Linked DNA regions of Salmo salar: region 2 is linked to region 1. A link is a contact called in public Hi-C data. All regions are on one chromosome and are shown on one strand. Each heading gives the region's core, a stretch centred on a gene start, on an enhancer-like site or on the middle of the called end of the contact. The rest is flanking DNA. Distances are from core to core; before and after follow the strand shown.

Region 1 (3,358 bases), core at 614-3,113:
CGTTTGGGGAAGGCCCTTCCCTGTTTCAGCATGACAAAAAGTGAGGTCCATACAGAAATGGTTTGTCGATCGGTGTGGAAGAACTTGATTGGCCTGCACAGAGCCCTGACCTCAACCCCATTGAACAGCTTTGGGATGAATTGGAACGCCGACTGCGAGCCAACATCAGTTTCCGAACTCGCTAATGCTCTTGTGGCTGAATGGAAGCAAGTCGTCAGACCGAAGGACAGATTTCCAGTGGTCAAATGTCCATTGCTCATGTTTCTTTGCCCAAGCAAGTCTCTTCTTCTATTAGTGGTTTCTTTGCAGCACTTTAACCATGAAGGCCTGATTCACGCAGTCACCTCTGAACAGTTTGTTGAGATGTGTCTGTTACTTGAACTCTGTGAAGCATTTATTTGAGCTTCAATCTGAGGATGGTAACTCTAATGAACTTATCCTTTACAGCAGAGGTAACTCTGGATCTTCCTTTCCTATGGCGGTCCTCATGATAGCCAGTTTCATCGTAGTGCTTGATGGTTTTTGGGACTGCACTTGAAACTTTCAAAGTTCTTGAAATTTTCCAGATTGACTGACCTTCATGTCTTGAAGTAATGATGGACTGTCATTTCTCTTTGCTTATTTGAGCTGTTCTTGCCATAATATGGACTTGATATTTTTCTACCCCGACCTTGTCACAACACAACTGATTGTCTCAAACGCATTAAGAAGAAAATCAATTCTACAAATGAACTTTTAACAAGGCACACCTGTTAATTGAAATGCAAAGCTGTCATCAAGGCAAAGGGTGGCTACTTTGAAGAATCTCAAATATAAAATATATTTTCATTTGTTTAACACTTTTTTGGTTACTACAGGATTCCATATGTGTTATTTCATAGTTTTGATGTCTTCACTATTTTTCTACAATGTAGAAATAAAGAAAAACCCTTGAATGAGTAGCTGTGTCCAAACTTTTGACTGGTACTGTATATAAATGTTCAGAAAACTTGGGAGTTCAAATAATGTTTGGGGGATCATATATTTTTGGGCTAAATAAAATCAGCTGCCAGTTGGGGAACCCTGACAGGTCTTGCAGCTGTGCAGACAGGAAGGTTTCTGTGAAATCCATAAACATTTGAACGGTAAATACAGTATAAATAGTAAGTGGTGTAATACAACCAAAGTGGGAGAATGACTGGTTATGATTCAAAGTGTCACACAAGTTAATGTCATTGATGAACATTTGTGGAAGTTACAAGGTTCACATTCCATTTCAATATCTCATTCCATGTAGGAAACCGCTGTGTTAATTTGTTCTTCAGTAGCAGTACTCTCACCAACCCTTCCACAGTACTGATTACCCCAGGACTATATCATCCATTACACAACCAGGTTAGAAAAAATAAATAATTATTCAAAAGAACACATTTACATTATGTGCTGTTGTTGAATGTATTCCACTGAAGTAGACAGGAGTATTTCAAAATGTTTCAGCCAATAGATGAATTATGAGGACAGGCCATTCAAGAGCAACGCGATTATGTGGCAAGAAAATAAAAAATGCTAGGGATGTGAACCCACCTTGCTATTATCTTGTCCCTTCTTAGCATTTTCAATTAATAGAATTTGCCCTTTCGGGTCTCGGAAATATAAGAAGGCCTGTATGATTTCATATCACACATGAATGTGATATTTTGTAAAGATACACAAGTTAACATATACTTGAAAATTAATAGTTCTGGAAAAAATGGTAAACCACAAAAGTTTGGGGTTGATGTTGGGTTCTGGGGTTTGAGTTATAGAGGGGGTTTATAGCTCTCTATCGCCATCGTGTGGCCAAACAAGAGTACGACGTGTGTATATACTGTACATAACAACGGATGTGACGTATATGTAACTGCGACATTTTCCGGTGTTGTGAATTCACGTGGAGTATTTTAAAGCAAGCGCCATCAAGCACACGAGTGAAGCAACCAAAATGAAACAAAAGGAAGGAGTAATGTAAGGTTGTGTTTTTTTGTTTCGCTAACTCACGTATTTTATTATTGTATAGTTAACGTCACTTGCTAGCCATGTAGTTAGCTACCTAGCTAGTAGCTACTGTAGTCTTCTAAACCGTGTTAGTTTGAGATCTTCCATCAAGCGAAATATACTATGTCAAAGCATCTGTGTTTTACTCAAGTGTCATGGTGTCTATAGCTGAAGTGTTTTCCTGTTGAATGACTGTTTCCTCAGAAAACCTAAGACGAAGAGGGCTAAGCGCTTTCTTGACAACAGAGCTCCCAAGCTTACAGAGAACGTCAAGAATGCCATGATCATGAAAGGAGGCAACACCAGTATGACTGTCACTCAAGCACTGAAGGACATTGTACGTTTTCTGACTGTCGACCCTCCTCCCCTACCAGAATATTGAAGATTGTCAAGTTTTGAGTGCCAGATAGCTAGGTAACTCTGAATACATGTTTTTTCCCTCTAGTATGCCCTGAAGAAACCAAGTGCTGTACTGTACAAAAAGTAAGTGATTGATTTTAAAGTACCAATGCAGCCGTTTTACTCTCTCAAATAAGTTCTAGGTAACAAATAACTACCTTACTGTGATTGTTTAAAATGGTAAAAAAAAGAAACATAGTCCTAGCATATGAGTCCTTTACTAAGAAGCTATCTGTGAGTTATGGAAGAGAGGTTTGGAGCTCTGTTATTGGTCTTAACTAATTTACCGTCTGGTGACCTTATGGAGCCGTATACCTGCCCATATGTTGAACGTACGTGTCTTTAGGATCATAGGAAGATCATACGTAAATTGTTAGGATCATAAGAAAAGCCATGCGTGAAACATGAACGTAAACTTAACATTTAATCTGTGAACATACAAACACCATGTTACGATTACAGTCTAACATTATAGGTATTATAAAGAGGTATCCTGCACGTTTTCAAGTTCTCTATTAGTTTTCATTTGAGGTTACGTCACATTTTAGGTAGCTAATGTAATGGATTTGTCTAGATGGCACTAGCTGTATTATGCCTACACCTAGCGGATTGAAACATCACTGTTGTATCTCCACAGCATGGACATAAACTACATTTCATTTGCATGAACATAAGATTAAACAACTGAGACAAATAGAACAAGTTCCACAGACATGTTACTAACAGAAATTGAATAATTTGTCCCTGAACAATGGGAGGTCCAAATTAAAGTAACAGTCAGTATCTGGTGTGGCCACCAGCTGCATTAAGTACTGCAGTGCATCTCCTCCTCATGGACTGCACCCTCAGTCCAGCCTCTCCCAGCCTATTGCGGACAGTCTGAGCAATGATGGCGGGATTGTGTGTTCCTGGTGTAACTCGGGTAGTTGTTGCCATCCTGTACCTG
Region 2 (3,358 bases), core at 418-2,917, 71 kb before region 1:
GCTGTCCACATGCAGCCTCAGCCCCCTGCTAAATATAGCCTAGCACCTCGTCAGTCAGTCAGTCAGTCCAGAACCCCACAGGGTCCGGGCCAAGCCAGGAGGAGACACCTCTGAACAGAACACCATTGAGATCCGGACAACAGGGAGATCACCTTTATCTTACCTTTCTCATATGTAATACCCTCTACCTTCCTCTGTACCATGACCTCCACTCTGTCACTCTTGCTCATAGTCCCTCTCTTTCTCACTTACTAACTCACTCTTGCTCTAACTACAGTCTCACTTACTAACTCACTCTTGCTCTAACTACAGTCTCTCTCTCTCCCTCCCTTCCTCCCCTCCCTCCCTCCCTCCCTGATAGGGGCTCAGTCAAAGATAGAGCAGGCGCCAAGAGGGGGAACAACAATGAGGGCAGCTTATTTTGCTGTCACCTTTATCAACAGGCTAGTCTGAACTGGAGGAATGACATTATCATTCTGATATAACATGACCTGCAATCCTACTAGCTAGCACAATACTCCACTCTGGTCTGAGTTGAAGGGGTTGTGTCTGTTCACTAACCGAGCACAACACGTGTTTTGCACGTCCCTGACATACTCTGCTGTACGCGTCTGTACGTGTTTTAAACCTTGAGGGCTCTTTGGGGAAAAGTTCACAGGCATTAATTTTTACTCCATAGTCAAATTAATCATTAATAAAGGAACACTGTTGATGGCACAAGTTCTGGGTACTCCAAGGGCCTATTTGGATTAAGCAAATTTGAATAAGTCAACCCTAGATAACAAACATGCCGTAGGTTATAAACCGTTGGTGACTGTCATCGCCTTCCATCTCCTTTCAATTAAAAAACGAACAGTAATACTATGGATGTATGTAAGGCTGTAAAAACTCAAACCTGGTGGATCCCAGTGCCTGAGGAGGCTCCTGAAGGCCCGGTGCGAGATTTCTTGTTGGGGGGCCCCTGATCCTGGCCGTGCTGGAGGCCTCCCCCGGCGTTGGCTCCAGTGCCCCCTGCATTGCCGTTGGTCTGGGTGGAGCTCTGCTGGTTAGAAGCCTGCTGGGTGCCACTCTGCTGCTGGGCCTGGGCTGTCGTCTGCTGGTGCTGTTGGACCGGGTTCTGATGGAGGACAAACACATTAATGTTCAGTTGGACAGATACAGAGTAACAGATGGAGACTGCAATAATATTCCATTGTGCACCAACACACTCACAGTTTCCTATCCATACAAAACATATTCCATACATGCACATAGTAAATAAGGTCTGCTAACTCAATAAATGGTATCAAGACAACATTACTGTTCAACAAGAGCCAAATGTACAAATCGCTCACTGATCAATCATGGTCACTGTTTACAGTATTTGGGAACTGGGAAGTATGTTCCCAGTATTGCAGTGTTTGTTTGGGCCTGGTAAACAGTGGGCTGAAATGATTTACAAGAATTACGCTCCGAGCCTTCAGTCCAGCTTATCACTTCTCAACAGCTCCACGACCACGAGGCTGAGACACGTGAAAGTTTGGGTCAGCTAAAACAATGAGTCCCTCTCATACCCTCTGGGCCCTGGTTGGCACAGAGGCCCTGCAGCCTTCCTGACAGCTGCTCTGAGGCAACACTTGTATCAGGTGTTGCCTACTTGACAACAGCTGCCAATGTGATGCAGGGCCGGGGATTCGCAGAAACCGCTCAGTGGGAAGGGGACTGGTATTTCTCTGGCTGTAGCACATGCATACACTCCCCTTCACCTCAAACACACTGATTTGGCTTGGGCATCATACAAGCACCTGCTTTCTATAGGGTCTGGTATATTCACAACATGGTGTTTGATACCAGCCAGCCAACAGTACATTATCAGTAACACTATGGTCCAAGTAAAGCCTCCTGTAGCCTATCTGCTATCAGGGGAACAGCTCCACATCAGTGACCTTTACCTCAAGTAAGATATGAATCGAGAGCTTAGCGAGATACGCTTTCGAGAGCTTAGCGAGATACGCTTTCGAGAGCTTAGCGTTCGAGAGCTTAGCGAGATACGCTTTCGAGAGCTTAGCGAGATACGCTTTCGAGAGCTTAGCTTTCGAGAGCTTAGCGAGATACGCTTTCGAGAGCTTAGCGAGATACGCTTTCGAGAGCTTAGCTTTCGAGAGCTTAGCGAGATACGCTTTCGAGAGCTTAGCGAGATACGCTTTCGAGAGCTTAGCGAGATACGCTTTCGAGAGCTTAGCTTTCGAGAGCTTAGCGAGATACGCTTTCGAGAGCTTAGCGAGATACGCATAGAAAAAGTGTATGAGAGAGAAGGCCTGGGGTTCCCTCTTGATTCATATCTCACTCATCCACCTGTATCCCATGAACTAAAGGCAACCACCTGACATACTTCAGAGTTTTGCCTTCTGATTTCTCATCTTTGTTTAGCCGATGTGTTATCAGGGGACGGGCTAACTGGAGTGACGTTCACCTCCAGAGGTGATTGGACCAACCCTTCTCCTGTGGTGCTGGCTGAAGCTGCTGCTGTTGTGCAGCTTGTCCTTAATCCTACATATCCCATGGTATGTCTTTCTCTCTTCCCTTATTTTAAGGCAGTCCCACTCCTCCCATATTTTCTGTTTATTGGATAGGACAGAGGTATACAGTAAAGATGGATCCGGAATCAAATCCATGCTGCTGCAGTGGTATATGTGGTCCGGAGGCAGCGGCTCAGAACACTAAATCACCCTAGGCCCCAGACTGCTCATTTTCAATGGACCCTTACCCTGCACTTTCAATAACCTTATGAAACCCCTACTGCTGGGCTGACATTCCATTACTGTTTCTATTAAGGTATTTTGGGTCTTTTTATTAAGGTGTTTTGGGTCTTTTTATTAAGGTGTTTTGGGTCTTTTTACTAAGGTGTTTTGGGTCTTTTTACTAAGGTGATTTGGGTCTTTTTACTAAGGTGTTTTGGGTCTTTTTATTAAGGTGTTTTGGGTCTTTTTACTAAGGTGTTTTGGGTCTTTTTATTAAGGTGTTTTGGGTCTATTTAGTAAGGTGTTTTGGGTCTATTTAGTAAGGTGTTTTGGGTCTATTCAGACAGCACGATGACAGTTGTTAATAAAAGCATATGGACAAAGAAGGCTCAGAATTGTGGGGGGTTCTTGATGCATATCCCAGTATTACACTTTTAGTCTATAGCCCAAAGCATTTCACCTCTATTTTCTTCTCTGTTTTCTCATCTGGCTCATCTTCGTTTAGAAACTCTCGTTTTGGGTAAGGTATCTGACATCCGGCAAATACACTACAGGAGAGAATGAGACGAGGGATACAGATAATCAGAAACAGACTAGCTGGGTGCTATGCGTACAAAGACCAATTATTCTTGATATAC

What was found. A called contact is a pair of places that touch in the nucleus more often than the background predicts.
Region 2: a contact with region 1 is called in a Hi-C map of muscle, with 7 times the contacts expected there. The contact joins the enhancer-like site here to the promoter of LOC106571313 in region 1. A contact is called at or near these places in 2 of 3 Hi-C or Micro-C datasets (gill and muscle).

What each region holds. Positions count from the first base shown.
Region 1 is chrssa15:35,579,463-35,582,820 of Ssal_v3.1, reverse strand. It overlaps LOC106571313 (ribosome production factor 2 homolog), which reads left to right and starts at 1,863. Exons shown (of 10, transcript XM_014144237.2): 1 at 1,863-1,983; 2 at 2,218-2,350; 3 at 2,459-2,496. The coding sequence starts at 1,961.
Region 2 is chrssa15:35,650,605-35,653,962 of Ssal_v3.1, reverse strand. It overlaps cdk19 (cyclin dependent kinase 19), which reads right to left. Exons shown (of 14, transcript XR_001320907.2): 11 at 3,181-3,268; 12 at 896-1,117. Among protein-coding and RNA genes, the nearest start is that of LOC106571309, 21 kb to the left of the region's middle. Within about 2 kb of position 1,667, at least 1 of the 13 cell types and tissues checked has an H3K27ac peak or open chromatin away from gene starts, as enhancers often do. A contact at or near this core is called in muscle, where this site is marked.